7 separate regions of the Mus musculus genome follow, and regions 2, 3, 4, 5, 6 and 7 are each linked to region 1. A link is a contact called in public HiChIP or PLAC-seq, Micro-C and capture Hi-C data. All regions are on one chromosome and are shown on one strand. Each heading gives the region's core, a stretch centred on a gene start, on an enhancer-like site or on the middle of the called end of the contact. The rest is flanking DNA. Distances are from core to core; before and after follow the strand shown.

Region 1 (3,946 bases), core at 773-3,272:
TGCAAGGAAAGGCACTTAATGATATTTCTGGGGATGGTCTCTGATCTCTTTTCCTTGACAGTCTTCTGGAGTATCAACCATACTGGCTGCAAACAGAAACAAGGATACTTCTTGGAGGCAATATCTAGGGTGCTAGAAGTCCTGATCTTTTACTCAGGATTTGGTCACAAATGGCAATCCTCACGTCTGAAAGAAAAAGGAATCCATCTGTGTAAGTAAAGATGGAGCGCATGAGCCTCCAGTCTGAGAAGATATGGGAGAGACTGATGCTGTCTGGCCTTAGGAAGAGAGAAAGGGTGTCTCCTTTCCCCTAAGGGAGCAGAGAGTTCCAGAGACACCGGTGGAAATATGCCACTTTAACCTGACCATCGAGTCGCTTCCACTCCAGGCACTTTAGGCTCTAGGAGTCTCACCGTTGGCATCTCCGAAAGCACCTCAGGATACTCAAGTCCCCACTCTGTCTGGCCCACCCACGGGCAAGTCCCCAGCGCAAGAACCAGCTCTTCTGGCTTAGATGCCCTCCGGCAGACAAACCTTCGCGGCTCAGAGCCTGAGCTGCCGAGCAGGGGCGACCAGAGCACTTTGGCGGGGCTGGGGGCTGCCGGTCGGGGGCACGGCACGAGTGGCTGGAGCGAGGCGAGGGGTGGAAAAAGGAGGGGGCGGCGGGTGGACTAATGATGAAAAAGTCTCCTCCATCCTGGCTCCTTAATTAAATGCATGGAAAGAACCGAGGCGCGCACATCTGGTTTCAATCTACAGCCCTTTGATGGCATCAAATGTTCTTTTCCCAGATCAGGGCTGGAAGTTCTGGGCTAACTATGGCCGTTTGGAGCACAGAAACCATTTATACACACTGGGACCCTTCCTTCTTTTCAATTCAATCTCATAGCTACAGGAGAAGGGGAAATCTAGCAATCAGGGGAGCGAGGGGAAACGTATGTATGTGTGTGTTTAAAGAACATAAAACGCCACAAATAAGCACATACTATTTTACTTACTGGCCATATAGTAACTCATTCCTAATGAGACTATTAAAGCTGTTACCAGATTCCAACAGGTCATGAAAACACCGTCCAGCACCGCTCTGCCCTCTGTCAAGCCTGGTCATAGACTTCGACCTTCCTCAGTCTCTGTGTTTGCCAGGGCCTCACCGAACTGGATACAGATTAGCACAGAGCCCACCCCACCCCCAGCTCCTCCTGCTCCCCCCAACTTCTTCAGCCCCAGTGTTCCTGTCTGCTCTGATCTGGGGCAGCCTCGGCTACGAGCAAGAAATTAGAACATTGGCAAAGGTAGGGGAATTATCAGGACGGACTTTCTTCTGGTTTAATGAATATGTAAATTTTCTACTGTCTGAAGCCTGGGGATTTCTGGTGGCAGCGAAAGTCTCGAATCCATTCGAAGCTGAAGACTTCTGGATCTGCCCAAGCCGTCTTTAGATCGTAGAGAGCCTCCCGTTATTATCGCTCTTGTTATTTTATTACATTATTTAATAGGCTGTCTCTACAGAGCCAAACGAGCTTTAATAGGCTTGCTCTTTTTTGCCGTTCAGTCTCAGACTCTCCCTGCGCTCTCCGCCAAAACAAAGCTGCAGGAAAAGTTACTGGGGGGCGGTGCAGCCGCAGATTTGACTGTTATAGATGTGCATCTTTTCCCTGTTCCTTTTTCTTTTTTCTTTTCCTAACAAGTTTGCCCTCAGCTGTTATCAAAACATGCAAATGAGATATTCCAAGAGGATCTCAAACAAATCCGGAGGAGTTAATGCTGAAACAAAATAATCAGCCCCGTTTTAAAGTGACTGCGGGTTTCGGGCACTTTTCTCTCTGTGATACTACTGCAAGGGAATGATAATTAGACCTTTATTTTAAAAATCCAAAGGGGCTCTCTCCTTAGCTTCCCTCCCTTTTCCCTCCCTCCCTCCTTCCTCCCTCCCTCCTCCTCTCTTGCTCCCTCCCTCTCCCTTTCTCTCTGGCTCTGATGTTGGCAAAGGGGTTTTCTTAATCAGACTGTTTTTTCGGTCCGAGGAAAAGGAGGTAGGAGATTGTGATGGAGAAAGGGGGTCTGTAAAACGTCAGGCGCCGCACAAAGGCTTTGCCACGTAATTACAGGCTCCTATTAAGTGGAGATCTGCCCTCCCAGGGGTCTCCAATTTTCTTGTATTCCCTACAAAGCCTCCTCTCCATGCCAGCCTGTGCCTTTTGAAGTGCCAGAGAGCTTCTTGATCCAACTGAGAAGGGAAAAGGAGCTCCGCACGGAGAAGGGGGAGAGAGCGGAGGGAAGGGGGACCGCCACCCTTCTGCAGACTCTTGAAGCCCCGCTTCTTTATTTCTTATTTTTTTTTCCTCCTTACGAAGAGTAAAGTGAGAATCCTGCTCTCTAATACATCTGCAAGACATCACTCTCCTGAAATTCTAGTCACTCCCGAGAATCCACAGGAGTGCAGAGAGGGGGAACGCGCTTTCTTGAAGACATTTTAAAGCTGGAACAAGCCTTCTTCTGTTGGCGCTTGAACTCTTGCCGGGGGAATAACTTTTTTTAACCTCTTTCTCTAATTTTTTTAAAGCCACTTTGATTCTTCTCTCCACCCCTTCTTCTCTCTTCTGTTTGCCTAACTCCCCCGCCCCGCTGGCCTCCCCTTTCCTCGCTCCCCCTTATTATTATTTTTAGTGTCTGCGAGTGGACGCTTTTTAAGAGTTGAAAGGGATATTTTTTTTCTTTTTGATCTAAGCATAGGTTGTTTGTTTTGTTTTTATTTTTGAACTTTTTGGTGTGGATTATCTCTCTGGACCGCGCTGGACTTGGCTTTAGCGAAGTAACCGAGGCTGCAGGGAAAGTTACTTGTCCCGAAAGTTCTACACTTCAGAAGGGGTCCCACCCTCTGTTTCTCTCTCTCTCTCTCTCTCTCTCTCTCTCTCTCTCTCTCTCTCCACTCCCCCCTCTTTCTTCCCCACTCGGCTCCTCTCCCCCCTCACGCCCACAGCGTTTGGTGTTGATTCGAGCGGGAAGAGGGGGGTGGGTGGGATTGGAGGGGAGACCATGACCTCCAGCTACGGGCACGTTCTGGAGCGGCAACCGGCGCTGGGCGGCCGCTTGGACAGCCCGGGCAACCTCGACACCCTGCAGGCGAAAAAGAACTTCTCCGTCAGTCACCTGCTAGACCTGGAGGAGGCCGGGGACATGGTGGCGGCACAAGCAGACGAAAGTGTGGGCGAGGCGGGCCGGAGCCTGCTGGAGTCACCGGGACTGACCAGTGGCAGCGACACCCCTCAGCAGGACAGTGAGTGAGGGCGCGTGCTCCGGGGAGTGTGCGCTGGGGACACAGGGTGGAGGCCCGGGGAGGGCGGCGGGAGCGTGTTCCAGGCTTCGGTTTCGGGGAGACAAGGCGTTAAGAAGTTAGGAGTCCTGGGAAAAGTGGCTGGTTGCTGATCGCAGAAAGACCGATGAGAAAAAGAGGGCTCCCCCAATGCTGTAAGCCAAGCGGGCGCTGGAGAGAGACCCGGAGGCCCAGGGACGCTGGGAGGCCAGGGGATCCCATGCAGGGATTCTGCGGCCACCACTGTCTCCAGCCGCCAGGGCTGCATCTCCAGTTCGGGCGGAGCGGCGGTCAGAAATCCCGCAGGCAGGCGGGGCGTCCACGCCAGGGTAGGAGCGGTCCGGTCCGGCCAGAGCGCAGGCTACACAGCCACCTCGGTTAGAGAAAACAGGGAACAAAGATGCAGGGCAGGCTTGGGAGCGCGTCTTCCCTGGGGTTGAAGGGAAAGCACTGTGCTCAGAGGAACCTGGAAGACAGGACTAAGGTCGCATACCCTCTGTGCATATGACCCAAGCCTGGAAAAGACTAAGGGCAGCGCGGGAACACACAATTCTTGTCGCCCAGGCTTGCTCTCTGACCTCTGCTGTCATCTCTACCTTGTTTAAGATAGAGCTAAAAACCCACCTATTAAGT
Region 2 (3,946 bases), core at 939-3,438, 840 kb before region 1:
AACTCGAACTTCAGGTCTAAATTAAAAATATAAGTCACTGAGAAGTGTATGTGAACCATTTCTCAGTCGATGAATCAGACATCATTTAGAAACGTTTTCCACTTTCATTCCGTGGTTTTGAATGACTAGAAGGTGTGGTGAATTGGTGTCCATCTGATGGAGCCTGCCTCTAGTTGGGAAAGCAAAGACAGCAGTAGGGCAAAACTCTAGGATTTGTATTAGAAAAAATCCTGCATTGGGAAGATAAAGGCGCTTCCTTAGAAGATGCAGAGGATAAACACCCTCCTGATAAAGATCCTGGAGGGTTAAACCATTTCCTCAGCTTTAGCTGACCCAGTAGGTGTCCGCTCCAGTCTCTATGTCTAGAGTCAACAAGGTCAGGTGTCTTGATAACTACATCTTTCACAGGAGGGATGAAGACCCTGGGAAACTTCCTTTAGCAGTTTTCCCTACTGGTAACTTACCCACTTCTCTTTCCTTACCAGGGGAAGACCTGTGCAATGTTGTTAGCTAGAGTCCTCATGCTGTGCATTTGATCGGAATTTGTTCATCTCTAACCTTGTGTTAACTCAAACCTACCTTTGCCTTACCCCAGGCTGAATGCAGTCACTTGAACACAAGTCTGTGTTCTCTGCCCCTAAGCAGCAAAATTGATGTTGGAAATAATGTTATTTTCTTTTGGGATTGGGGTGGGGTGGAGGTGTTCAGTTAGTGGTACTTTCCTAAGAGTATGGGTGTGGTCTAGATTATTACTCTGAAAATGCAATCTTTAAGTCATTTAGATGTGATATTTCTCACTAGCATGATACCAAGACTGAATACAATGCCTTCCCAAACAACCCAGAACCAACAACAGCAAACTCAAAGGCTGATTATTCATTTATACTAAAACATTACACATTGCTTTCAAGATATTACATTATTTTCTTTGGCTGATTGCTTTGGTTTTGCAATTGTAAAAGAGGAACACATCTTTCACAATCACTTAAACTTTGATGTCAACTAAAAGGGAAAAAAATGCGTCAACCAGTAAGCGAGGCTTAGCATTTAAAATAAAAACACTCGTGGTCGCAAGTGCTACGTAGAATCTATGACTTGGGTAACTGCAGGCAGGTTAGCAAAATATATTCTGCAACTCAAAGTTAGGTTTGATATTATTTAAGCCTCCTCTTAGTTAGACATGCCTTTGAATGACTACCTTATGTGCTCACTAACATGGGTAATAATCAGGGCAGACCAAAATACCCAGGATAAGTCATATTCCAGGAAGTAACTCAAAATGAGAGGAAAAAATGAAGCCACATTAGGTAGCCAGGGGTAAGTCTAGGAAAAGTGAAAATACAAGTGTGCCTTCCCTTCCCTCTGAACCCACAGTGAAAATCGTTTATAGGAAGGCAACAAAATCTCCTTATAATGAAGTACATGGTGACAGCTTTGACATCTTTTTCTTTAGAAGATGAACTTGTGTTTAACAGGAATAAATATTATATAACTAGAAGGTCCTTTTTCTTTTTTTTAAGCAGACTGTCAAAAGGCTTAAGCCGAATGCACAGGAAGGGCTAAGAGGGCTGTGGAGGTGTGTCCTTTCAACCCATCAATACACTAAACTAACAAACGTGGGGGGAAAACAGATTAGGGATTGCACCTGGAAAGAAAGCCACAGCTAACCATTCACATTGAAATTTCCACATCCTCAAAATGATAAATTATGTCCATAGAGACAAAATTACACCCACACAACATTAGTCTCTCTCTCTCTCTCTCTCTCTCTCTCTCTCTCTCTCTCTCCTCCTCCTCCTCTTCCTTTTCCTTTTCCTCCTCCTCCCAGCCCACCCCCACCCCTTGCAACTATAATAGATTTTCTTCCTTGAAGAAGCCCACCTGGATTTCACCCCCAGTTACCTTGGATCTGTGGGCTCAGGATGATAGTTCCAGAGGATCCCCTGAGCTGCCACATAGAACTGCCTTAGTTGCGCGGCCTCTGCCTGGTGGCTGCCCCAGCCCGCCCAGCGGGTTCCCAGAACCACCAGGAGGAAGAAGCACGGGCAGACTAGGAGCATGGCCCTTGTCCTGCCGCGCGCTGCCACCACCGACAGTGCTCAGTGCTCTGTCCCTGTTGCGCGCTGATCTGTCTCCCTGGAGGACTAAGAAGCTGCAGGGCACAGTGAGTGTCCCTGTCCCCTGTGGTGGCTGTCTAACCCTACCTCCCTCTATGCCTAGTGTAGGCAGGGGCTTGTTGAGGTCACTCCCCCCTGTGGCCACAGGCATTTACTAGAGAGAATGCCAGACAAGGAATGTAGAGGGAAAGGAAGGGCAAGCCTGCTGGAGGTTATGGCTCTGGAGCAGTGCCCAAGGGTCTCCGCCCCATCACAAAGCAGCATTTCCCCCACTTCAACGTAGGTGGGAGCAGCAATCCCACTTAACCTGCGCGGGTGGAGGTGGGGGGATGGGGTAGGGGTTCAAAGTTTAGGCTTGTCAGCTGATTTCTGCAAGCCTTAGTAAGACCCAACACCCATCCTCAGATCCCAGGAAAATGGCACTGCACAGTAACCAGAAAACAGCCTCAGGACAGGTCCACCAACAGGTTAGCAGTCTGAATCTCTTAGGACAGACCGCTTGGTAAGGGCTTGTCACCAGCTCAAGTGTAGCCGAGACCAGGGTTTAGAGAACTCATTTGAGATAGTCAGTAGCTGTGTGGTCTGGGGCCAACTATGTCTTTAGAAATACTTTTGACATCTGTAAAATAAGAATGGCAATTCTAGTTTTCCTTGATCTTATTATTGGGAGGGGACAAACTGTTGTAAACTGGACAGTCCCCAGGGCCTAGGTAGCTACAGTCTATGATCTTGTCTTTGCTCGTTCTCCTGTATCCTTGGCATGGTGTTTTAGATTTTATTTTTCTGTTGGTGGCAAAGCTGAGAATTATGCCTGAATCAGCAGGATGGCCTGCCCTGAATTCTCCAGAACTTTGTCTCTGCTCAGACTTTCTGCTTCCAGCACATCCAGTAAATTGTGATCTGGTACCATCCAGGTTCCGCAGCAGCCTCTCCCTCTCCCTCCCCCTGCCCCACCCCTCCCCCTTCCCTTCCTTCTCCCCTCCCCCCAACTCCTGCTTCTGTTTCTTTGCTGATCACATCACTGATATTCTTCAGTCAGTTTATAATGCCCCTTCTTGAGTCAGGCATGATGGCACATGCCTGTAATCCCAGCACACGAGGGCTAGAAGCAGGGGAATGTGAGTTTGAGGCCTGAGATCAGCCTAAGCTACGCAGTGAGACCATGTACTGAAAAGTAATTAATTAGCAGATGTGTGCACACATAACTACACTAGGAAGAATGCTCACACGGATTTCCTTCCCTTTCTGCTTCCCTGCTCTTTAAAGTCAGAATTTCTGCCATTGTCTCTGATTCTGGGTTCCAGTTGACTTTTCCGTTTCATGAACTTAATCTGCTCAGATTATATACTCCTTTTGCTAACCTTTCATTAGGTTTTCAAGATGCCCTTGTATCTGTGGCTAGATTATGATCTATTCAAGAGCAGGGATGATGTCTTATACTCCTGATCCACAGTTCCAGGAGTTTCCAAAATGCAAATTCGGACACAAGAGACATGGTTGAGATCTATGGTCCTATAATATCTAGCCTAGTATCTGTCTATCTGTCTGTCTCTCTGTTTGTCTCTGTCTCTCTCCACACACACACACACACACACACACACACACACACACACACACAGACACACACACACACACACACACACACACCAAATTAGATGCTATTGACAATGTAAGAAAAAAAAAGCAGCAGGTCTCTAAATTACTTTCTTCCCTTTTCCCCCAAATCATTGCAACTTTTCCAAGGACAGCTTTACTGCCCTTGCTTGCTTGTCTGCTTATGTGTCCAGGCTACATGGTGACCAATGGATCTCATTACAGCTCAGCAAAGC
Region 3 (3,946 bases), core at 550-3,049, 770 kb after region 1:
GGAGAGATGGCTCAGAGGTTAAAAGCACTGGGTGCTCTTCCAGAGGTTCTAAGTGTTCAATTGCCAACAACCACATGGTGGCTCATAACCATTTATAATGAGATCTGGTGCCCTCTTCTGGCATGTAGGCATACATGCAGGCAAAACACTAATATTTTATTGTTTATTATTATTAGTTGTAGTGGTAGGTTTTTTGTTTTTTTTTTTTGTTTGTTTGTTTGTTTTGTTTTTTGTTTTTTGACACATGGTTTTTCTGTGTAATAAGCCCTGGCTGTCCTGGACTCGCTTTGTAGACCAGACTGACCTCGAACTTAAGAGATCCACCTGCTTCTGTTTCCCAAGTGCTGGTATTAAAGGCATGGCACCACACCTGGCATAAATAAATAAGTCTTAAAAAAATACTGTGTGTTTTATTTAGAGAGAAAGGTCACGGAGTTGAGGAGGTGGGGAAGAGCTGAGACAAGTCGGGAAAGAAGAAACCACTACCAGATTATATCATATGAAACTTTTTAAAAATAAAAACAAGTCCAATAGACGATTCTGTAATGTTTGAAGATGACTTTAAAACTTATGTCTACTCTAACTGTTCCGTGTCTGTGCTAGCACTGTGTGTATAGGCTGTGAAAAAGAATCTCTGGAAAGGAGCTGTGTCCTCAAAGGCTCATTGATTTCAACGTCAATGATGTGAAGCCGTTGAAAGGTTGCATGCAGTTCCAGAGCCAAATTTTCCTAGAACATCTTCCGGTCCTTTAGTAGTTATTTAGTACTTGGCAACATCTTTTGTGACCCTTAGGTAAGACCTTTGGAAAGTATGAAGAGACCTCTAGGTTTTCTTGTGGTTGCAATCATCTTACAATATACTCACCAATGTATTTGTAAGTGTCCCGTTTTACTACTTTCTGTGTTGTTACTATAAAAGTTCATGCAATTGCTACCTCATGGGAACATGGTATTTGAGGAAGCTAAATCTGTGTTCCTGGGCTATGGCCAGTCATATCTGGGCTCCATCTCTTATTCCTTTAACGCGAGAGCTGTTTCTTTCATCGTCTCTTCAAAACAGCTCTTCACTAGGAACTTCCTTGGGATATTTTCATAAAACGATCATTTAAAAGGATGGTATTGTTCATCAGACACATAAACTATGTCTTTACAACTGTCATCAGAATGACAATTTAAGGACTCCAATGATAAAATGAGCATCTTCATAATGAATGGTTACTGTGTTTTGAGAGGCAGGGAAGGGAGGCACTTCGGTTAAGTCTCCTGATATTCACCGTTGTTACTGTATTAATAGCAGGGCTCTGTATTTTGGAGTAGAAAAAGCAGTCATTTTCCTCTGAATTGACCAAGAACGGTGGCAAAGTGATTCCGGGAAGAGGAGATGAGCTCACATTTTCCTGAGGAAGGGGTTTCTAGCTGAGACTCCTGCTCCTGCGCAGGTCAGCTCCCGTTGCCCCTCGCGCTCTCAGCTGGGGATAGAGCGCAGCTCACAGAGGCTGCGCGCGCAGCCCCGCCCGGTTCCACGAAGCAAGCCTCTTCTGCCCGGAGTCCCGCAGGAAGTCCCGCCCGCTCCGCCTGCCCAATCACGAGACCTCTTACCCGGATATGGTTTCTAGGTTCTGAGTGTAGCTGCGGGAGTGTGTGGCTGCTGCACGTGGGGCGCGGACCGAGGGTGAAGAAAAACAAGGGGGGCGGCAGCGGCGCGTGGCCAGCTCAGTGGTTCGTCCGCGCGTCTGCTGCACAGGGCCCGGTTCGGTTGGGTTTTGCGTGCAGAACAAATCTATGGTGCCTGTAGTGGCTAAGATTCCCGCCGCTGCTGCCTCCCGGTGCTTCCCGGGGTGATCTGTCACCAGGAGCAGTGTCGAAGACGCCGCTCACGGTGGGAACATGAATCTCCTACCTAAAAGCTCCAAGGAGTTTGGCTCTGCCGACTACTGGGAGAAGTTCTTCCAGCAGCGAGGGAAGACAGCTTTCGAGTGGTATGGGACCTATCTGGAGCTGTGCGAGGTGCTGCACAAATACATAAAGCCCAAGGAAAAGGTATGGCGTGCAGCCAGTCCCTTGTGGGGACTGAAGATAGCAATCCTAAGTTTAGGAGGCAGGAGGCAGGCAGGCGTGGGGACCCCACTCAGATCTATCATTTTAGGATTCTGCCCAGCATCTTGGCTAAGTGGCAACCTTAAAGATAGCCATTTAAAAGTAAAGATTTTCAGTTAAAACTTCATCCTTAACCCGTTTTGGAATAGTGGCTTCGTCAGTAGACTGAAAGGGTGTTGTGTCACTGTGCACACGTGTGGAATAGGTAGCGTCGTGGGACTTTATTGGTGTATATGTTTATTAAGTCACTGCCGAGTGCTCATCAAATTTCAGGCTTTGTGCCCAGCCCTCAAGCTACAGGAGCAGGAAGCCACAAACACAAGTTAAATTCCAAGTTAAATAGGTGTGGACGAGTTGGAGCTTCGGTAGGGAAGGAGACTTAAGGTCTGCTATGCTCGGGCCTTTTATCTCAACAAATTCAGGCGGGTAGTTGTGCACTTATTTTTTTCAAGTGACTGTTGGAGGCCATGCATGTAGTAGGTGGTCAAATAGAGATTTAAAAGCAGGTCTGTCTGGCTCCAGGGCATATCACTTCTCATGGAACTATGCTTTGCCCTCTAGAGACGGTGACAACAGAATTTTTGAAAGATGAATGGAGGAATGTGCCACAAAGAGAAACAACAATTCGTATTTTTAAGTTTGGCTTCAAGTAGTAAATAGCATGAGATAGACTCTGGGATGGGAGCAGGCTCCAAATCCTCACAAACTAGTTTGTTGTCTGAGGAAATAGGAAGTATGAGCAGTTAGAAACAGTTCTGTCACTCAGCCTATATTTTTAACGGTTTAAAAAAACAAAAACAAAAATGAGGATGCAACTGGTGTTTTGGATTTTGTAACTTCCTACAAACTTCAAGACAAAGATTTCCTTATTTTATTATGTAGATGTGTGTTTGCCTGCCTGAGTTTCTGTGCATCATGTGAGTACAGGAAGTTTGTGGAGGCCAGAAGAGGCTACCAAATTCTCTGGAAATGGAGTTATAGGCTGTGCTAAGAACTGAACTTGGGTCCTTTGCAAGAGCAATAGTTCTAACCTACTGAACCGTCCCTCAGGCTGCACACAAGTTTTGAATAGCGCACATCACACAGCCTGTTCTCACATGACCTTTATTGTGGCATAATACTGTTTGGATTAGTGATTTTCTCCCACGTGTGTCTAGCTTTTGACATTGTAAGAAGAGGTTGTCATCTACAAGGCCTGAGAACCATGCAATCAAGTAATAGAAAAAAAAATTATCAATGCCCCCCTCCCAAAAAAAAAAAAACCCACAATATTTTAAGAATATTTACAGTTTGGTTTTGCAGGCATGACTATGCTAGACCGTGGATTGTGCACACCTGCATTGCTAGTTTCAAGATGGTGTCTAGAGTTAACTTGAGTGCTTCTTTCTACTCAGAATAGTGTCTCTGCCCCTGGAGAATATGAAGTAGCCAAAGTCTACTAATCTCTAGTCTTTGAGGTATCTGAAGCGGATTTCTTGACTTTGGTCACTTTCATTTTGTCTTTGTTTCTTCCCTCCAGGTGCTTGTGATCGGATGTGGCAACTCAGAGCTCAGTGAACAACTCTATGATGTGGGCTATCAGGATATCGTGAACATCGACATCAGCGAGGTTGTCATCAAGCAGATGAAGGAACGCAATGGCAGCCGACGGCCCCACATGAGTTTCCTGAAGATGGACATGACCCAGCTGGAGTTTCCTGACGCCACATTCCAGGTGGTGTTGGACAAGGGCACGCTGGATGCTGTCCTGACAGATGAGGAGGAGGTGACCCTGCGTCAGGTGGACAGGATGCTAGCTGAGGTTGGCCGTGTCCTGCAGGTGGGCGGTCGCTACCTCTGCATCTCCCTG
Region 4 (3,946 bases), core at 590-3,089, 680 kb before region 1:
TCACTTTGGCTTTTGTGAAGTAAGTCAAGAGGTCAAAGGTGCATTCCCAGATTTTCAAGCCTCCTTCATAAACACCTGGGATCAGATCAGAATGAGAAGAAAAGCTCTTTGAAACGATGTTTTCTCCAGGGAATTTCTCTTTCAAAGAGACGGTTTTCACTACTGCTGTGTTAGCATGCTGGGGACCTGGCAACATTTCCAAAACCGTATTTTCTAAGACGTGATTCACATCTTTAGGCATCACATGTTCTTTAGCAGGTTTCCAGGAGGGCTGGTGTTTACAAGCTTCTGGGTCATCTGACCTGTCAGCAATAGGGGGTGGGCTGCCAGTGTCTTCAGAGGAAGCTGCATTTCCCAGTGAGGAGCATTTCCAAGAGTGATCCCGAGGCAAGCCCGGACGTTCTGTAGATTGCCTTTTGTCCTGCTTTCCTTTCTGACTTTCTAAGACACAAGTTCCATCATCGAGGGATGTTAATTTATTTTCCAGATCTTCTTCTATGCTGAAATTGAATTGAAAGGCCATCCTCTTTTTCTATGCACACCGTTTTTTTACCAAAGGATGATGCTTCAGCTTCTAGAAAGAATTTAATGGCATAACCGATCACACAGTCGATTAGTTCTGTTGCGCCCAATGTCTGTTAGCTGCGTATACACCATCAGATGTATTCAGAGGGGGCTCCAAAGACGTTTTAGACGCCTTTGATCCTTTTTCAGTTCAGCCCTGGAAAGGGAAGGGGGAAAAGAAAATGTTTAAAAACAAAAACAAAAAAAGGCTGTGTGTATGCGATTTAGCAAAATGCACAGATGCCTTAAGTATTCAAAAGTAGAAGATAAAACATAAAGACAAACAAAAGAATAGCTATAGCAGCTACCACCTTCACCAGAACAATAAACCCCAAGATTTGTAGACAGGACAGCCTAGCTACCTGCTGCCTGGTCTTTTTTTTTTTTTTTTTTTTTTTGGTTTTTCGAGACAGGGTTTCTCTATAGCCCTGGCTGTTCTGGAACTCACTTTGTAGACCAGGCTGGCCTCGAACTCAGAAATCCACCTGCCTCTGTCTCCCGAGTGCTGGGATTAAAGGCGTGCGCCACCATGCCCAGCTTCCTGCCTGGTCTTTTAGTTGCCTTGTGCTCAGGCATCTTCACCTTCATCTTCCTAAATTTCTGACGCATCTACAGTAATTATTTTCTCTTTGTTCACAGTGGCATCCAGGTTTGTTCCTTCATCTCTGCCTCGCAAAAACAGTTTAAGGTTTTATTTGGGTAAGTAGGGTATCCATTTTCAAACACACACAGGTGTGTGTGATCTGGTGTGTGCAAACTCATCCAAACGGTACATTTATGTGTACGTAGTTCTACACCTTATGTGACTGGAGGGATGAATAAAGACTAGGACTGTGGAAAGTATAATCGATTGTATAGAAACATTTCCGGCAATATGCCAGACCATAACACCCGTTTTAATTTGCACATTTCTGGACGGTGGGATCTCCGTTCACTTGGCAGGAGCCGTAGGAACGGAAGCACGCACGCCAGTAAAATCATTCCTATTCTCGAACGCACCTCACAGGGGAGTAGAGTCATTCCTGGCCTCAGCCCAGGTCACCCTTGAAACTACGCGTCGTCTCAAAGTCCCCCCGGACTGAGGATAGCAAACCTGAGGACTTCTGGTCTCAGCATTGGAAAGTCAGACGCCAGGGCGAACAAACTACCGGAGAAACTCGCCTTCAGCCTACGGCGAACACCAACGAGATGAGTCCTCCAATAGCTAGAGAGGGCCCCGACGCTTGGGGGCGAGAGTGCTCCTCTCTATGGTTTGGTGGGGGCGGAGCTCTCTCAAAGCCTGCTGGGACGGCGTTCCAAGCTGTGGCGGGAGTCGTGCGGATTCGTTCGTCTCTCGGGGGTGGCGAAAGAATGTCGCAGGACGATGCGGAGGTGGCGAGCGGGGTCGTGCTGGAGGAACTCAGCAGCTGGTCGGAGGAGATGTGCCGTCGGGAGCTGCCTTCGGTGCTGCCCCGGCTCCTCATATCCTTGGAGGGCGCTGAGCGGGGGGTGTGTCGCGAGCCTGCTCCGCCCTGACGCGGGCAGCCTGGGATTCGAACTCTGTTTTGTTTTGCGAGGTGATGGTTAAGGGAACGAGGACAACCGTGGGTTGAGGGGCTAGGCGCGCCTAGCATTGTCGGACGATTGCGACTGGAGCGTTTGAAAATGATGAGTGCTCTCATGCCTTAAGTTTAGTTCTCTGTTCCTAAGTTTGCCCGGTCGGTCGCACTTGCCTAAGTGTGGGAGATGCCCGCGCTGGTGCTCAGTATCTGGATGAAGCGTGAGAGCTGAAGGATGTAGTTGTAGTTCTTCCGTGGTACCACATCTTCAAAGGATGGTCTGTAAACAAAAATGCTTTTCCCCTTTCGAACCCGTTTCCCTTTTAAGTTACAAGGCGGTGCTTCAGGTATTGGCTTTAATCGAGTTGTAATTGTGTGGAGTTAGGTGCAAAGAATAATTATGTAATGCTTTTGTGTTTGTAATTGGAAGTCGACTCCCTTCATGTAAAAGGTGATTTTAATTTTATGATTTTGATCATACCTTCTATTTAAAATTACACACACAGAAACAGACACACACACACCCCTCCAAAAACTGAAAATACCATTACATTTAGTGAAAGTTCAAACCTTGCACGAATGATGTTTCATAGTATAACTTAAGTTCTCTCACACTGAAGTCATTCCTTAGACATTAGCAAAATCCAACGTGGTGCTGATGACCGTTTTTAAAGTACTCCGTGTGTGGATATGGAATTATTTTGCTTTTTAGATGGTAGTCCTGACTGGCCTGATACTAGCTATACAAAACAGACTGGTCTTGGGTTTGCAGTAATCCTGAGTTTGCAGTGCTGGAATTTTTGTGTGTCAACGAGAAGGGTTGTTTTTATGGAATTTCCTCCTGGAAACAACTGTTTTCCTACTCAAAAGATGTTTATTTATGTAATGTGTGTCTCAGACTGCTAGGCTTAGAGGGAATGAAGATATCTGTTATTTACCCTCCCCTCAGTATTACAGGTACCACACTACATTTAGAGTACCATTTCTACCTTACCTTGCTACCTACTGAAAACGCAAATCTCATTTCCAGGTTTTCTTCTGTAAGTAAACCTTGAACACTCTTTTTGCAACCAGCTAATTATGATTTCTGATTCTAAATTACTCCATGAATCTACCTGTCCCCCACTGTGATTCTAATCTTTACAACCTGTACTAGGAATATTTTTTTTATTTTCTACATAGTTCTTCTATAATACATTCTTAACAAAGTTTAGAGTAAAAACAAGCAAACAAACAAACAAACAACTCCAAACCTCCCTCTTTTATATGTGGCTTAATTTTAAAAACACAGTCTGAACTTGTCTCCAAGGTTCCCTATAGTTTGAACCTGGCCTGTCCTTCATACATAATGTCCTTACATTCAGTCCACCAATCATCAGGCTGACCTACTTCAGGGTCTTTGTTCTCAGCCCAGCTTGTTCTCCAGTCTTTTCAACATCTCATTCTGGGCTTCCTCAGAGTTACTTTCTTACAGGAACCTTTTTATCAATCTTTTTTTGTTTGTTTGTTTGTTTTGTTTTTTCAAGACAGGGTTTCTCTGTGTAGCCCTGGCTGTCCTGGAACTCACTCTGTAGACCAGGCTGCCCTCGAACTCAGAAATCCGCCTGCCTCTGACTCCCAAGTGCTGGGATTAAAGGCGTGTGCCACCACACCCGGCTCCTTTTTCTCAATCTTAAGCAGTCCTTGAAACCTTTAACTTTTTTTTTTTTTTTTAAGGTTTTGATTGCTTTGTTAAAACACTATGATCAAAATCATCTTGGGGAGAAAAAGCTTTATTTCAGCTTGAGTGAAGTTCCATATCACAGTCCATTATCAAAGGAAGTGAGGACAGGAACTCAAGCAAA
Region 5 (3,946 bases), core at 639-3,138, 620 kb before region 1:
AGTTTTCAAAATTAAACAATAAAGGAAAACCACAGCAGGTGAGTATCTTCTTGGCAGAAAAACCAGTTTAATTTCGTTAGTCCTGAAGGGATACTGCGGTCACTGAGATTCATGAGCCACGCTGGCAAAAGGCAGGGGCAATGGGCATTTAGCTTACTGATTTCCAATAGCAGGCCAAATCCTTGTTGGAATATTGGCCCTTAGATTATCTATTAACCCTAACTCAATGTTATAAATACGAACATAATACCTTTAGATTTGCAAAAATACTAGGAAGCTACCAAAACCAGTCATTTTTCACAGTGATAAGTCGCCTATGACCCTAAGGAAGAGCACCTTTAAAAAGGCAAGGCTCAGTTTCTACCGAAGCGAATAGGATGCCCTGTACAGAGCCCCGCGCCCAACACAGCAGGGAAAGGGCGCCGAGGACTGGATTTGAGAACACACAAGGCGGTCACTCTGGTTCTCCCCACGCCTGTATCTAAGAGGCAGGACCGCTGGCACCAGCAGTGTTTTACAACCCTCAGGACGGAGCTGAAAGGAGCTTATGGAAATGCAAGACATAAGGAACACTCCCAACTCCACGGATTTTTTCTTGGTTTGGGAAGTAAGAAGGGGACTATGAAATAGTGCCAGGTAGCTTTGAAAGTCACACGAAGGTAGAAAAGGATATTCTAATATGGCATTTTTACTGACTATACCACTTATACTTTCTATAATGAAACGTCGAGTTGACAGTCTAGGATGTGACTGTACACTTTAATCTATCTATGTCTTCCATCCTTCTCATTTCTTTGGCTTCAGGCGAAGCTTCTGAAGGGTTCCATTTGGTTTGGGAGCAGCACCTTGCCTAGGTATTCAACCACATACCACGTGTGCTCTGGGGGAAGTATGTCCCTTAGTTCTCCCGACAGTAGAGACTCTCTTCGGTTCTAGTTCCCTTCGCTTCAAAGAGCCAAAGGTTATGACTTGCCCGAGAGTCCTAAGGATATGTACTCGTTGGCACTTAGATACTGGGTGACAAATCTTACCAGCGGCCCTGTCTCGGCCACGTATGTTCCCTGTCAGGAACTCAACCGCATTGTGCTAGCTGACAAGCAAAACATGTAGTCTCTGTGGACTAAAAGTACTCCGAGGTGTGACATCAGCTCAGAGCACACACATGTCCCCCAACCCAGCAGCAGCAGCGATCCCAGAACTCAGCAAAAGCGACCTTGGGAGATGTTGTTGTCTTTTCTACACGTGAAGCCCGGGGGCTGAGTGTGGACGCTCGTCGGGGACCCTGCACCGCGCGGCCTTCCCGCTGGACTCCAGGCCCGGTCTCTCGGCCCTCCACCGGCCTCGGCCGGCGGGGCTCACCCGAGACGCCAGGCACAGGGGCACCCCGAACTCCCCGGGGCAGCGCTCAACCGGCCGCCCCGGCTCGCTTCCCGCCCCGCCGTCCAGGCCGCACGGCTCCCGGTTACCTGCGGGCGGCGGGAGGAGGCTGGCGGCTCCGCTCCCTCTTGGCCCGCGGCTGGCTCCGACGCTCAGACCCCGGCTCCTCCACCCACAGACACCCCCGAGGACCCGGCTCCGGCGGCTCTCCGAGGGCCCGGAAGCGGCTCAACAGCCGGGCCTTCAGTTCCTCCGACGCCACCACCGAGGCGCGAACCCGGAACCGAGCTAGAGCGGCCGCACAGGTGCTGCGAGGGCGCGGGCCCGGGTAGGTGTGGGCGCCAGGGGAGCCTGCGCCGCACGCCTGTTCCCGGCAGCCGGCTCTGGCGGCAGGGAAGCCTCTCTGCGTGTGTCTTCAGCCCGACTGCAGGGGCATCCCGGTTTTCATGTTTGGGTTTTTAACCAGCCGCTTTTGAGTTCATTTCCGCCCGAATCCAAAATGGCCACCTCTGGCTTCAGACAAGTAAGGGGGCGGGGAGGAGGAGGAGAGGAGTTTGGGGCTGAGCCAGAACTTTTCCGGTTGTGACTGCCCCCTCAGCATCCTGGCCACCAGGATTGGCCTGCTGTCAGAGAAGATATGTATGTATGTATGTATGTATGTATGTATGTATGTATGTATGTATGTATGTATGTATGTATTTAGTGAAGTCAGAAATCATGGCGATTAACGCTTGAGACTTAATTAAGGCTTAAGGTTTCAGATGGAAAACCTGGAATCATAATTCAGCGAAATAGTACAATTAGAAGGAATGTCACGCAAGACCGGAGAGGACCGGACAGGAGGGAAGAAAGTGAAGAGGAGAAAAGGGGAAGGGAGGAGAGGGGAAATAAGGATGGGGGGGGGGTGTGTGGGAAAGGAACGGAGGAAGAGAAGACTACACCTGTGATAGAATTACCAGCTCCAATATCCGCTGACTTCTTGTTCTCTTCGAAAGTTCACCTTCGTTACAATAACCGAAGACTAAATGATCAACCCATTTGCGTGTGGGAGGTCGCAGCCAGCCTCTGCCTTCCTGGTAAAGAATGTAGATAAAGTAACATCAGCTACCACGTCCTGTAAGGCAAGTCAGAATGAGACCAGGATTGTCTTGATCAATTTATTTTGTGCCTTTCTTTTCCTGGAGGAGTAGAATTGAGCCACTTCAACCAGGGCAAGAAATCCACTGGGAGGATGATGCATTCCTGACTCACATCTATGCTGTATCGTTCGCTCTGGGTGCTTGCTCGCATTCTCATCCATTCTTTGATCACTAATCCTAGTCCAGCTGTGGATGGGATCCTGGGTAGCATGTAGCCTGTTTTCTCAAACACGATGGTCACCTACTCCTCTAAAATTAACACTAGAAGACAGTTCCCTGCTGCATGTGTAAGACATGATTGGAAGGGACACACTCAATACTTCTACCATCTACTCACTTCATTTATCCTGGTGTCACTCAGGTTTCTAAATAAACCATCTCTTACATCTCTGCATTAAGATTCCAGATATTTTTGAGGCCACGGGTTAACTTACACATCTTACCCTCAATAGGGTATGTCAGTCATTCTGTCCAGCGGACATTTGATTCTGTAGGAAAAAGGACCAGTATTGTACAGGCACACACAGATTCAGTTACCCCGCCTGGAGTTGGGTGACAGGTGATATTGCTCAGGTGGCACATGGACACGGGCTGGAGATAAGTAAGCTCTGCCCCTGGCTTGCAGTTCACTGATTAAGCCAGGCTCTCTGTCCAGGGAGCCCCAGAATCCACCTGCCTTTGCTTCCCCAGTGCTGGGCTTCCAGGCATAAGAACTTGGATTCTAATGATCAGACTGAGGTTCCAAGCACCTTACTGACTGAGCCATCTCCTAATGCCCCTCCCCACAAGATTACAGATTATTTGCATATGAGCCTTTGTGAAGATTTTGGGCTCACTAGATTCTTATGCCTTTCAGCCTATTTGACCTATTTTGAAGTTACTCATTTTGGCAATGAAAATTCACTTTTTAACATCCTTAAAAACACCATTAATCTGCATTAGATATGGGAAGGGCATTATCTGTAGTATCTGTCTCTAAGTATGGGTTTCTGATTTAAATCCTCCCAATGCCAATCCAAGCGTGAAATGCTTCTTAGCCTCCAAGTGTACACCAATCACCTCAGAGTTTAAGTGAAGAGAAAATAATAGATGTGTTGAGTAGTCTAGGTCTTGTCAAATGGCCTCAGACCTTAGTACAACTGACCCCATGATGGAAGTACCATCCAGGCTGTAAAACTCAGCATGTAGGCAGCACCACGTGCCAAAACTAAAACAAAGGCCTAATCCACCAAAGTCCCTTGTTCTGGGAAAGTCTCTAAATGAACTAACCTTGCTTTTTAGCTTCTGTAGCTCTGCTTCTGGCTAACTGTTCTTGTTAACAGAACATGGTTTTTCTGCTTAAAAGCTCACCCTGAGAAAGGCTCAGGGCTGCATAGGCATCCTGAACATCCAGTGTAGTTGTTGGCTGTCTAAAAAAAACAAAAAAAACA
Region 6 (3,946 bases), core at 1,032-3,531, 590 kb before region 1:
AAAACAAAAACTAATTGAATGTAAACTGTATTTAACACTAACGTTTTCAATTTTGTAAGTGTGAAATAATCTAATTCACACAAAATAGGCATCACCTGCGGTACACTCCGTGACTGTGGGGCTTAAGCCGATATACACTCTGTGACTGTGGGGCTTAAGTCGACTGTCCTCGGCACTGACTTTTTTTTTCTTTCCCTGCTAGTGTATCACTACGCAGTTCTGGCTTACCTGGAACTCACTATGTAGATCAGGCTGGCCTCAAACTCACAGAGATTCGACTACCTCTGAGCCTCCCAACTGCTGTAATTAAAAGTGTGAGCCACTATGCCTAGCTTGCTTGCAACTGAAAATTTAACTGGCATATTTAGTACTATTTTTACAGCATAGTTTGAAAATCATAATGGAACCAACATCAAAAACATATTTTTTATAAGTTTAATGGTAATATACATATATTTTTATATATTTTTAAGGCATTTTTGTTTTGAAATTGAATCATTATATCGTTGAGAAAATAAACTTCAAGAGTATAATTATGCAGTCTCTTAATGAGCCTGGCATGTGCACACACACACACACATACACACACACACAAGTTAGCTGTAATTTACAGTTACTTTTGTGTATTGTATATACGTAATTATATTTTGCCTTTTATTATTAATAAAGCATAAATAATACTTGGGAGGTTTCTTTGTTTCCTTTGTATATATCTGTGTATGCCATGTGTATGCAGGTGCCTTCTGAGACCAGAAGAAAGCGTTGCTTTCTCCAGAGCTGGAGTTAGACCCAGTTGTGACCCGCTTGACATGGGTGCTGGAAACTGACCCAAGTCCTTTGGAGGAGGAGAAATTGCTCTTAGTCACTTAGCCAGCTTTCCAGCCCCATAAATAATATTTTAAAATGAAATCTCACTTTTTCAAAAATAAAGGGAAAATTATATAAGTATTGGGAGGCTGTATTTAAGTCATTAATCTGGCATTCATTAGACGTTTTTGTTAATGGCACCTCCCAGCTGTAAGGGGAAAACACTGTGGGGCAGATTCATTCAGTAGTGCCTAGCTGATGCTTCAGATAAAAACTACTTCACACCAATGGAGGGGGTGTGTAAAGAATGTCTTTCATTTATTCCAGTCGGTAATGAAATCCCACTTCACTGGCTCTTCTCTAATCTCAATTAATACTTGTCTTCATCCACGTTCCGCGGTGTCTTGAGCAGATTCACAAGGAAGATAAGAACACCTCTAACCAAACAGTGACGTGCCCACACCCGGGAGCCCGGCGGCACGCACACAGTGCAGGAAGGCGCAAACAAAGGGACTTATCGACCTGTCTTCTTATCAGCAATTGAGAGAGAATTAGATGCTTTTTTTCACTAGGCCAGAGTAATGGCTAACACTTGTCTGGGTAAGAGTGGACTGTCAATCATGAAGGAAATCACAAGCATTTCCATACATGGAAGTGGTTTCTGAATTTCTGTCTTTTTTTTTTTTCCCAAATCTGCACACCAAGAGCCCTTCCTTATTAGCCTCATCTTACTAGAAATTCTTTCTATTCTTATTTATCTGTTCTGGACATTCAAGGAAAATACTTACACACTTTGTATTGTTCTGATCGAAGACTGGCTTTCCAAAGCCAGCTTAAAACGAGAGAACTGCAGTTATTAACGAGTTCATGACTTTTCCTTGTTCATAGCACCTACTACATCTTGTCACATAGGATTATCAAGCTGAAGTGAGCAGTCACCTACACCTGGAATGGTCTCTGACTTCTAGAGAAGTCTTTTAGTTAGGGCACAACATCTAGCTATCTTTGACTACATGTCCTAATCGTGCATGAGAACTTCTTGAAACTACTGGTGGGTTCTATACTGTCAAATGATGACTCGAATCCCAGCACTTACTGAGTGGCTTAAGTAACTTCTCCATCAATAAACTGAGTCATTAGCACCTCTGGTAAATAACTGCTTGTCTGGTACTGGTTTGGCATTTATATAATCTGTCATTATGTCTTTGTTCTTCTTAAGGCACAAAAATTACTGTTAGAGGTTTTAAGTAGAGAGCATGGGCTCAGTAGCAATGTTTTCTCAGTGACAGATTAACCACGCTGTCTGGTACTGAGTGAGTTAAATGTGAACACCCAAACTAATTACTGTGTAATGCTAACCTTAGTTGCTGGTTCATTTTGAGAGTCTTTAAAATATGAACTGTGTGTTTTACCCCTCTGCACTCTCTTAATGATTTGTTTTTTTAGACTGAAATCACTTCCAGCCATCAGCTATGTTCTTGGTCTCTACACACGCACTTTTCCAAGCACAAATATTTCTTTTTCCTATTGGTCTGCCAGCCCTGTCAGAGCAAATTTCACTTTAAACTAAATGCTATGATACTTAAAACCTCTTGGATTACTTGGGCTGCTAGTGTGATCTATGACCTTCCAAGAATGACAGCTGAACTTTCCAATTTGCTTAGACTGCTTGGGGAGCTAGAAAGCACATGCCAAAAGGAACACGTTTGTGATGTTTGAACAGAGAGGAAAGTTCTTGTCGGAGGTGGGGGCAGGAGACTATTAGGTACTGAAAAATACTAATAAGAAATGAAAAGAAACTAAACATGCTGTAAAGTCAAATACCTTAAACACAATCCAAAGTTAGCACACAAGCACTAAAATGCTCTGGCTGGACTAACTGGCTAAAATGTAAATAACCATATTTAGTTACTGTAACCTAAGTACCAGTGGAATCCAGTTAGACTACATTACTGAATGAGTAAGTCCTAAGAATGGAAAAGAATCTCAAATCATCCTGACTAATACAAAATATCAGGCTATATCAATTTTTCCCTTTCCTTTATAAAATAGAGATTTGATATTTGAAAAATGTCAGAGGCAATACAGCCATCGAACATGGATGTTATCCCTACTGATAACATACTTGTCTCTCTTAAATGAAAATGTTATTAACTTCCTATAAAAACTCATTAAAACTCCTTAAAAGAATTAATAGTTTGTGAAATTTTAAATATAGTTTTGAAACTTTTCTCTTTATACATCATATAAGACAGACAGATATGAATCTTTAAATTGTCATAAAAATAGGCTGTTTAACATAAAGCTCCCAACTTATCTGCGACTATTTACCAATTCCTTTCCTTTATTTTGTTGAATAATAGATAAGTCATGTCAGTGATAAAACTCATATACTGGTTTGTCAGGAAAGACTTTTTGGAAGATAAATTAAACTAATAGTTCTTAAAACTTATGAACAGAAATGTGTAGATTACAAAAACCATAGAAAAACTCATTAAAAATCTATGTTTAAAGAGCTAAGCAAGAACATCTGACACCTTGATTATAAGTGAGTTTTAAGTTGCCTACTTAGGCTACTTTTAGGATTTACGTGGGGCAGTACTATTGCGACCCTTTAGTTGCTAATTCAGTCACTTCAGCAGTAAGTACAGGTAGACGCCAGATAAATTCTTCAGAGTATGGACTCCAACCAGCACCACAGCAATCTCTGCATTTACTCTAGAGGCCTGCTTAGCCCACAAGGACACACTTTATAACAGTAGAGCTCCATCCATTTTCTACCCAAGGTTAAGGTTAACTATGGACTGTTTGGTTACAAGTCTTCTGAGAATAGAATAGGACTTGACTGTACTGTCTTCAAAGCACAGGGTTAAGGAGGCACTGTCCCAATGCCAGGCAGATGGAGTGTAGACAAGGATGTGGAAGCACAGGATTGCTCATGGACAATGCCATCAAAGTAAGAGTGTGTGGGTCTGATGTTGTAAGTCTGTCACTTCTGTCTTTGTGGAGTACTGACTATCTCTTATTCAGAGTCCGGTATCAAGTGTCTTCCATGTATAGCCCATTCTTAGGTATATATTTGGTACTGTTGATATCTGGATTATAACTGTCACCTTATATGGGATGATAATGATGCATC
Region 7 (3,946 bases), core at 805-3,304, 570 kb after region 1:
CTAAACTGTATCTTTGAGTTTAGAAAAAAAAGTTAGGAGTGCCGACTGTCCTGAGTTCAAATCCCAGCAACCACATGGTGGCTCACAACCATCCGTAATGAGATCTGATGCCCTCTTCTGGAGTGTCGGGAAGACAGCTACAGTGTACTTACATATAATAAATAAATAAATACATAAATACATAAATATTAGAAAACATACCTTTAATCAGGATCTTTTAAGGTGGGAAGACTCACCTCTAATCTGGGCTATGCCTTCAGCTGGAAGCCTATCCTATATATAAGGACATTGAAGAAGGTAGCTTTTGCTATTTGTCTTCTAGCTCTTTCCTCACTAACAAGAGTCCATTTCTTCACTGGTATTAAAGTCTTCTTTGGGATTCCAGTATGTACTGAAAACCAACTGAGAAATCTAGCCTTGTAGACTGAAAAACCTATTGAATTCTTGGACCTTCTGTTCATTGGCAGCCATTGTTGGATTAGCTATACCAGAGTCCATAAATCATTCTAACAAAATCTCTTTCTATATATACATAGAGATTCATTCTATAAATTCTGTTACTCTAGAGAACCCTAATGCACAACTCTTAGAAACTCATGAATTAATATTCTGTTTGTACATGTCAGTCTCATAACCAGGTAGATGTCAGCATATTTGATTGTTGGAGGGATCCTGCATTGCTCAAGAAAGATACTTCAAGTCCAGGATACAGAAGACTGGTTCTAATGGATTGTGGGAAAATAACCAAGGTGTTTTCTTGGTGAAAAGACAGGCCTCTCTCTGTCCTGTTCTATCAATCAGCAAATTATGTCTCATTTTGGAAGGTCTCTGAAGGGGCTAAGGGTTATAGTTCAGTTGGATTAGCACTTGCCTAACATGTTGAAGGCAAGCCCCAGATTCGAGCCCCAGAAATGCAAAGCAAACAAAATCTAAAACAAATGATCACAAATGTCAATTGGGGAAGAAGTTACTTGTGGTTACTGCGCTATTATTTTATGGTTGTTCTAACGTTGTGGTATCACCCCATGAATACATGCCAGTTGCAAGCGGAGGAGTTTACTCAGACCAGGACAAGAATCTTTGGATTTATTATACACTATAGATATCTCATAAAGTAGAGAAATATCACATACTCGTGGATTACCTTCTTTCCGTTGGGGAAAGGAAGACCAAACCTAGAGACTTGCATATATGTGACAAGATACTACGCGGCACTGAGGTACATGCTCAGCCCCCAGGTAGAATATTATCATTTTCCTTCCTCACTTCGGGTACTGCCTTGTCTCTACTATACACTTACCTAGTAAACATCTGCATGAATGACTCTTTTTTTTTTTTTTTTTTTTTTTTTGGCTTTCGAGACAGGGTTTCTCTGTATAGCCATGGCTGTCCTGGAACTCACTTTGTAGACCAGGCTGGCCTTGAACTCAGAAATCCACCTGCCTCTGCCTCCCAAGTGCTGGGATTAAAGGCGTACACCACCACGGCCCGGCCTGCATGAGTGACTCTTAACTGTTAGTTTTCTCTGTTAGGTAGTTGTTCCAAGAGGTAAACATTGCCAGAGGAGTCAGAAATAAACAGTGCCTTATTTTACACCAAAATTACAAATGCCGAAGGTGGCCTCAGCAAAGCACGCCAGTCGCTTTTGTCCCTAACACTTGGATTATTTTTTTCACTCCGAGGTAACTTCGGTCTTCTCAAATTGCCACCACACCATGGCCCCTCACTTTGCCCCCCCCCCCCCCCTAAGAACATTCGGTCAAAGCGCAGGTTGTAAACGTTTATGTTCCTCCATCAGTTGTTGTCAATGCACGGAGACAAACCAAGTCGTGATTCCTCACGGAGGGCTCAAGGTTTTTGGAATCTTCCCAGGTGGAAAAGCTTTGTCTCCGAAATGGCTCTGCTTGACGAACTCCCTCCTTCCAGTAGGAGGTAGCGTTGCCCTCCGCCGCAGTCGAGAAGCGGCGGAGGCTGTCACGTGACCCCGCAGCCTCAACCCCTCCACCCCCCCCGGGGCGGTCTTGCGGAGATTTGCCTTACGTACGCAACGTCATGACGTAGCACGTAGGGGCTGGCTAGCCGCCATCTTGCTTCTTTTTCTCGCTCGCTCTCACCCTCTCAGGAGGTAGCGAAAGTGCTTTGGCGGTTTGTACGGCGGTGGCTCGGGCTTTCGGGACCGAGCGGCCCTGCGGACGGTCTCTCGAGGCAATCTCCCCTCCCCTGACCCTGATCCGTCCGGGGCGAGCCCCTTGGAAGCGCGCAGACTTGGTTCTCAACCCTGGCGGGTAAGGAGAGCGAGGGCGTCCGGACCGTGAAGAGGCCCGATGGAGGAGGGAGGGAAGGCACGGGCGCTGGAGCCAGGCCTGGGGGCCCGCGGCGTCTCTCCCTGGGCTCCCGGCGTCGTGCTGTCCGCGGAGATCCGGAGCAGGGCTCGTCGCCCATGTGCGCGGCGTGTGCTGCGGCGGGGCGGCCCTGCGATGGCCGAGGGAGCCTCCGCCCGCGCGGGGCCTGCGCGCGCCGTTTTTCCACGGCGTGGAGGACGGTGCCCGTGGCGGCTCCGAGCGCTCTTAGTGCCTGCGGATGCTCCTGTGGTGATGGCTGGCGTTTGCAGCCAGCGGTGTGTAGTCCAGGGCGGTCGTAGAGGCTCTACCAGGACCCAGGACCAACGAACCCCACTTCCGCTGGGGACAAGCTGAACAACTTCTTGGAGGATTTGAGTAGTCTTTTCCTCCCTCTAGGCCGCTCCAGCCCGGCATTTGTGGGAATACGGCTCGGCTGCTGCCTGATTTTCAGAGAGAGCGTTTAGTATTACTGGTTGCTAGAGTAGAGACCCTAGTTAAGACCGAAGAAAAATAGCATGGGAGCCAGTGAGGACTCTTGCTTGATTTTGCATATAAGGACCGCTCTGATCTCTTTAAAGGGGATGTATATTTGTTTGAAGTGTGTTCAAGATCTTTGGGGTGGGGGGATCCAACTTGCCTAGTAATTCCTGACTCTTAAAACTACCCGGATTTCCGCATTGGCTGGTCTTCAACCTCGGTTCATAAATTCATACCCCAGCAGGATACTTAGAATTGTACAGTAGGCGGCCCTCCTGTTAGGGTTTCTCTTTGGGAATGCACCAGAAGAATCGGAAGATGCTTGCTTCATCGAGTGCTCAGGAGTCAATTCCCGCTAATAGACGTTACAGAGAGGGTGGTATGAAGCGGCCACCACGTCTGACCTCTAGCATTTTTTAAAAGTAGATTTAAGCTTCCATGTTGGTCATTAAGATGCTGCTTTGGCTGGAGCCATTTTTAGGTGTGTGTCACAGATGCACTGCAGCATCTTTTCTGGCTGGCTCCAAATGCATTGATTCTCCAAAAATTAGAAATAGATTGAGTTTGCATATAGAAAAGAAGTTTTTATATGATTTTTCTGGGATGAATTTGTCATAATAAGCTTTTGGGTTTTTTTGGGGGGGGTGTCTGTAGGTGTGTGTGAAGAACATAGAATGCTGGCTGATCTCTCATTACTTAACCTCTAACTGTATGCTCTCAAGACCTTTATATACATTATCCTTTTTGATCCTAGTCTTTGAGGAAGGAGCTCTTATACTTGGTTTACAGATGAGGACAAGATATTTGAGAGATCGAAGTAATTTGATCAAGGTCACAAATTTGTAGTGGTGCTGTAGTCAAAGCCATACTTTCTAAACCCAGAGGGGATGCTCTGAACTATCAAAGTGTTCATTTGGTCTTGTACATTTATAATTGTTGCTAAAATAAGGCACATTTTTAACTGGTACTTTTTCTTTAGCTTGCTTGGGTGTTTGAACATTGTTACATGTGAAGGTTAAAATGCTGCCAGATGTAAACGTAGTGTCTGTTTGGTGTCATAGGAAGACTAGGGGAAGACAGAAATGGGCTTGAGGCCAGCCTAGGCTGCGTAGTGAGAGCTTGTGAAT

Evidence for each region. Hi-C and Micro-C count contacts between places; a contact is called where the count stands out from the background. HiChIP or PLAC-seq counts read pairs in DNA pulled down with a chosen protein or histone mark. Capture Hi-C pulls out chosen DNA fragments and counts their contacts.
Region 2: a contact with region 1 is called in an H3K4me3 HiChIP or PLAC-seq map of embryonic forebrain, with 4 times the contacts expected there. The contact joins the promoter of F5 here to the promoter of Prrx1 in region 1. A contact is called at or near these places in 2 of 39 promoter capture datasets (embryonic stem cells and stem cell-derived epiblast-like cells), 1 of 484 Hi-C or Micro-C datasets (embryonic stem cells), 7 of 115 datasets of contacts at active chromatin or transcription factors (embryonic forebrain, embryonic limb bud, embryonic stem cells and 3 more) and 2 of 9 other capture datasets (embryonic stem cells and macrophages).
Region 3: a FOXA1 HiChIP or PLAC-seq map of pancreatic cancer cells shows a contact between it and region 1. The contact joins the promoter of Eef1aknmt here to the promoter of Prrx1 in region 1.
Region 4: an H3K27ac HiChIP or PLAC-seq map of embryonic stem cells shows a contact between it and region 1, with 4 times the contacts expected there. The contact joins the promoter of BC055324 here to the promoter of Prrx1 in region 1. A contact is called at or near these places in 5 of 39 promoter capture datasets (the 3T3-L1 cell line, embryonic stem cells, hippocampal neurons and 2 more), 1 of 484 Hi-C or Micro-C datasets (embryonic stem cells), 3 of 115 datasets of contacts at active chromatin or transcription factors (astrocytes and embryonic stem cells) and 1 of 9 other capture datasets (embryonic stem cells).
Region 5: a contact with region 1 is called in a capture Hi-C map of embryonic stem cells, with 6 times the contacts expected there. The contact joins the promoter of Scyl3 here to the promoter of Prrx1 in region 1. A contact is called at or near these places in 15 of 39 promoter capture datasets (the 3T3-L1 cell line, HPC-7-derived erythroid cells, the SN4741 cell line and 8 more), 1 of 15 datasets of contacts at CTCF or cohesin (the NIH/3T3 cell line), 17 of 484 Hi-C or Micro-C datasets (the HL-1 cell line, beige adipocytes, embryonic fibroblasts and 4 more), 16 of 115 datasets of contacts at active chromatin or transcription factors (the NIH/3T3 cell line, astrocytes, bone marrow-derived macrophages and 10 more) and 4 of 9 other capture datasets (adipose tissue, embryonic stem cells, embryonic tail and 1 more).
Region 6: a contact with region 1 is called in an H3K4me3 HiChIP or PLAC-seq map of embryonic limb bud, with 7 times the contacts expected there. The contact joins the enhancer-like site here to the promoter of Prrx1 in region 1. A contact is called at or near these places in 16 of 39 promoter capture datasets (the 3T3-L1 cell line, HPC-7-derived erythroid cells, the SN4741 cell line and 9 more), 25 of 484 Hi-C or Micro-C datasets (the C2C12 cell line, the HL-1 cell line, the MC3T3-E1 cell line and 12 more), 13 of 115 datasets of contacts at active chromatin or transcription factors (the NIH/3T3 cell line, astrocytes, craniofacial prominence and 7 more) and 4 of 9 other capture datasets (adipose tissue, embryonic stem cells, embryonic trunk and 1 more).
Region 7: a Micro-C map of embryonic stem cells shows a contact between it and region 1, with 4 times the contacts expected there. The contact joins the promoter of Prrc2c here to the promoter of Prrx1 in region 1. A contact is called at or near these places in 1 of 39 promoter capture datasets (liver) and 3 of 484 Hi-C or Micro-C datasets (embryonic stem cells and muscle stem cells).

Annotation. Positions count from the first base shown.
Region 1 is chr1:163,311,726-163,315,671 of GRCm38.p6, reverse strand. It overlaps Prrx1 (paired related homeobox 1), which reads left to right and starts at 2,022. Exons shown (of 4, transcript NM_011127.2): 1 at 2,022-3,277. The coding sequence starts at 3,037.
Region 2 is chr1:164,150,077-164,154,022 of GRCm38.p6, reverse strand. F5 (coagulation factor V) reads right to left here and starts at 2,188. Exons shown (of 25, transcript NM_007976.3): 1 at 1,903-2,188. The coding sequence starts at 2,060. It overlaps Gm16548 (predicted gene 16548), which reads left to right and starts at 1,806. Exons shown (of 3, transcript NR_037987.1): 1 at 1,806-2,164.
Region 3 is chr1:162,546,198-162,550,143 of GRCm38.p6, reverse strand. Eef1aknmt (EEF1A lysine and N-terminal methyltransferase) reads left to right here and starts at 1,799. Exons shown (of 8, transcript NM_144877.1): 1 at 1,799-2,040; 2 at 3,617-3,946. The coding sequence starts at 1,888.
Region 4 is chr1:163,992,689-163,996,634 of GRCm38.p6, reverse strand. BC055324 (cDNA sequence BC055324) reads left to right here and starts at 1,839. Exons shown (of 24, transcript NM_201364.2): 1 at 1,839-2,025. The coding sequence starts at 1,915. Mettl18 (methyltransferase like 18) reads right to left here and starts at 1,746. Exons shown (of 2, transcript NM_027279.3): 1 at 1,564-1,746; 2 at 1-721. The coding sequence starts at 523.
Region 5 is chr1:163,927,707-163,931,652 of GRCm38.p6, reverse strand. It overlaps Scyl3 (SCY1-like 3 (S. cerevisiae)), which reads right to left and starts at 1,888. Exons shown (of 14, transcript NM_028776.5): 1 at 1,467-1,888.
Region 6 is chr1:163,905,941-163,909,886 of GRCm38.p6, reverse strand. The region is part of intron 19 of Kifap3 (kinesin-associated protein 3); the gene reads right to left. Among named protein-coding and RNA genes, the nearest start is that of Scyl3, 22 kb to the left of the region's middle. Within about 2 kb of position 2,281, at least 30 of the 459 cell types and tissues checked have an H3K27ac peak or open chromatin away from gene starts, as enhancers often do. A contact at or near this core is called in the C2C12 cell line, craniofacial prominence, embryonic fibroblasts and 3 more, where this site is marked.
Region 7 is chr1:162,738,664-162,742,609 of GRCm38.p6, reverse strand. Prrc2c (proline-rich coiled-coil 2C) reads left to right here and starts at 2,054. Exons shown (of 35, transcript NM_001081290.1): 1 at 2,054-2,285.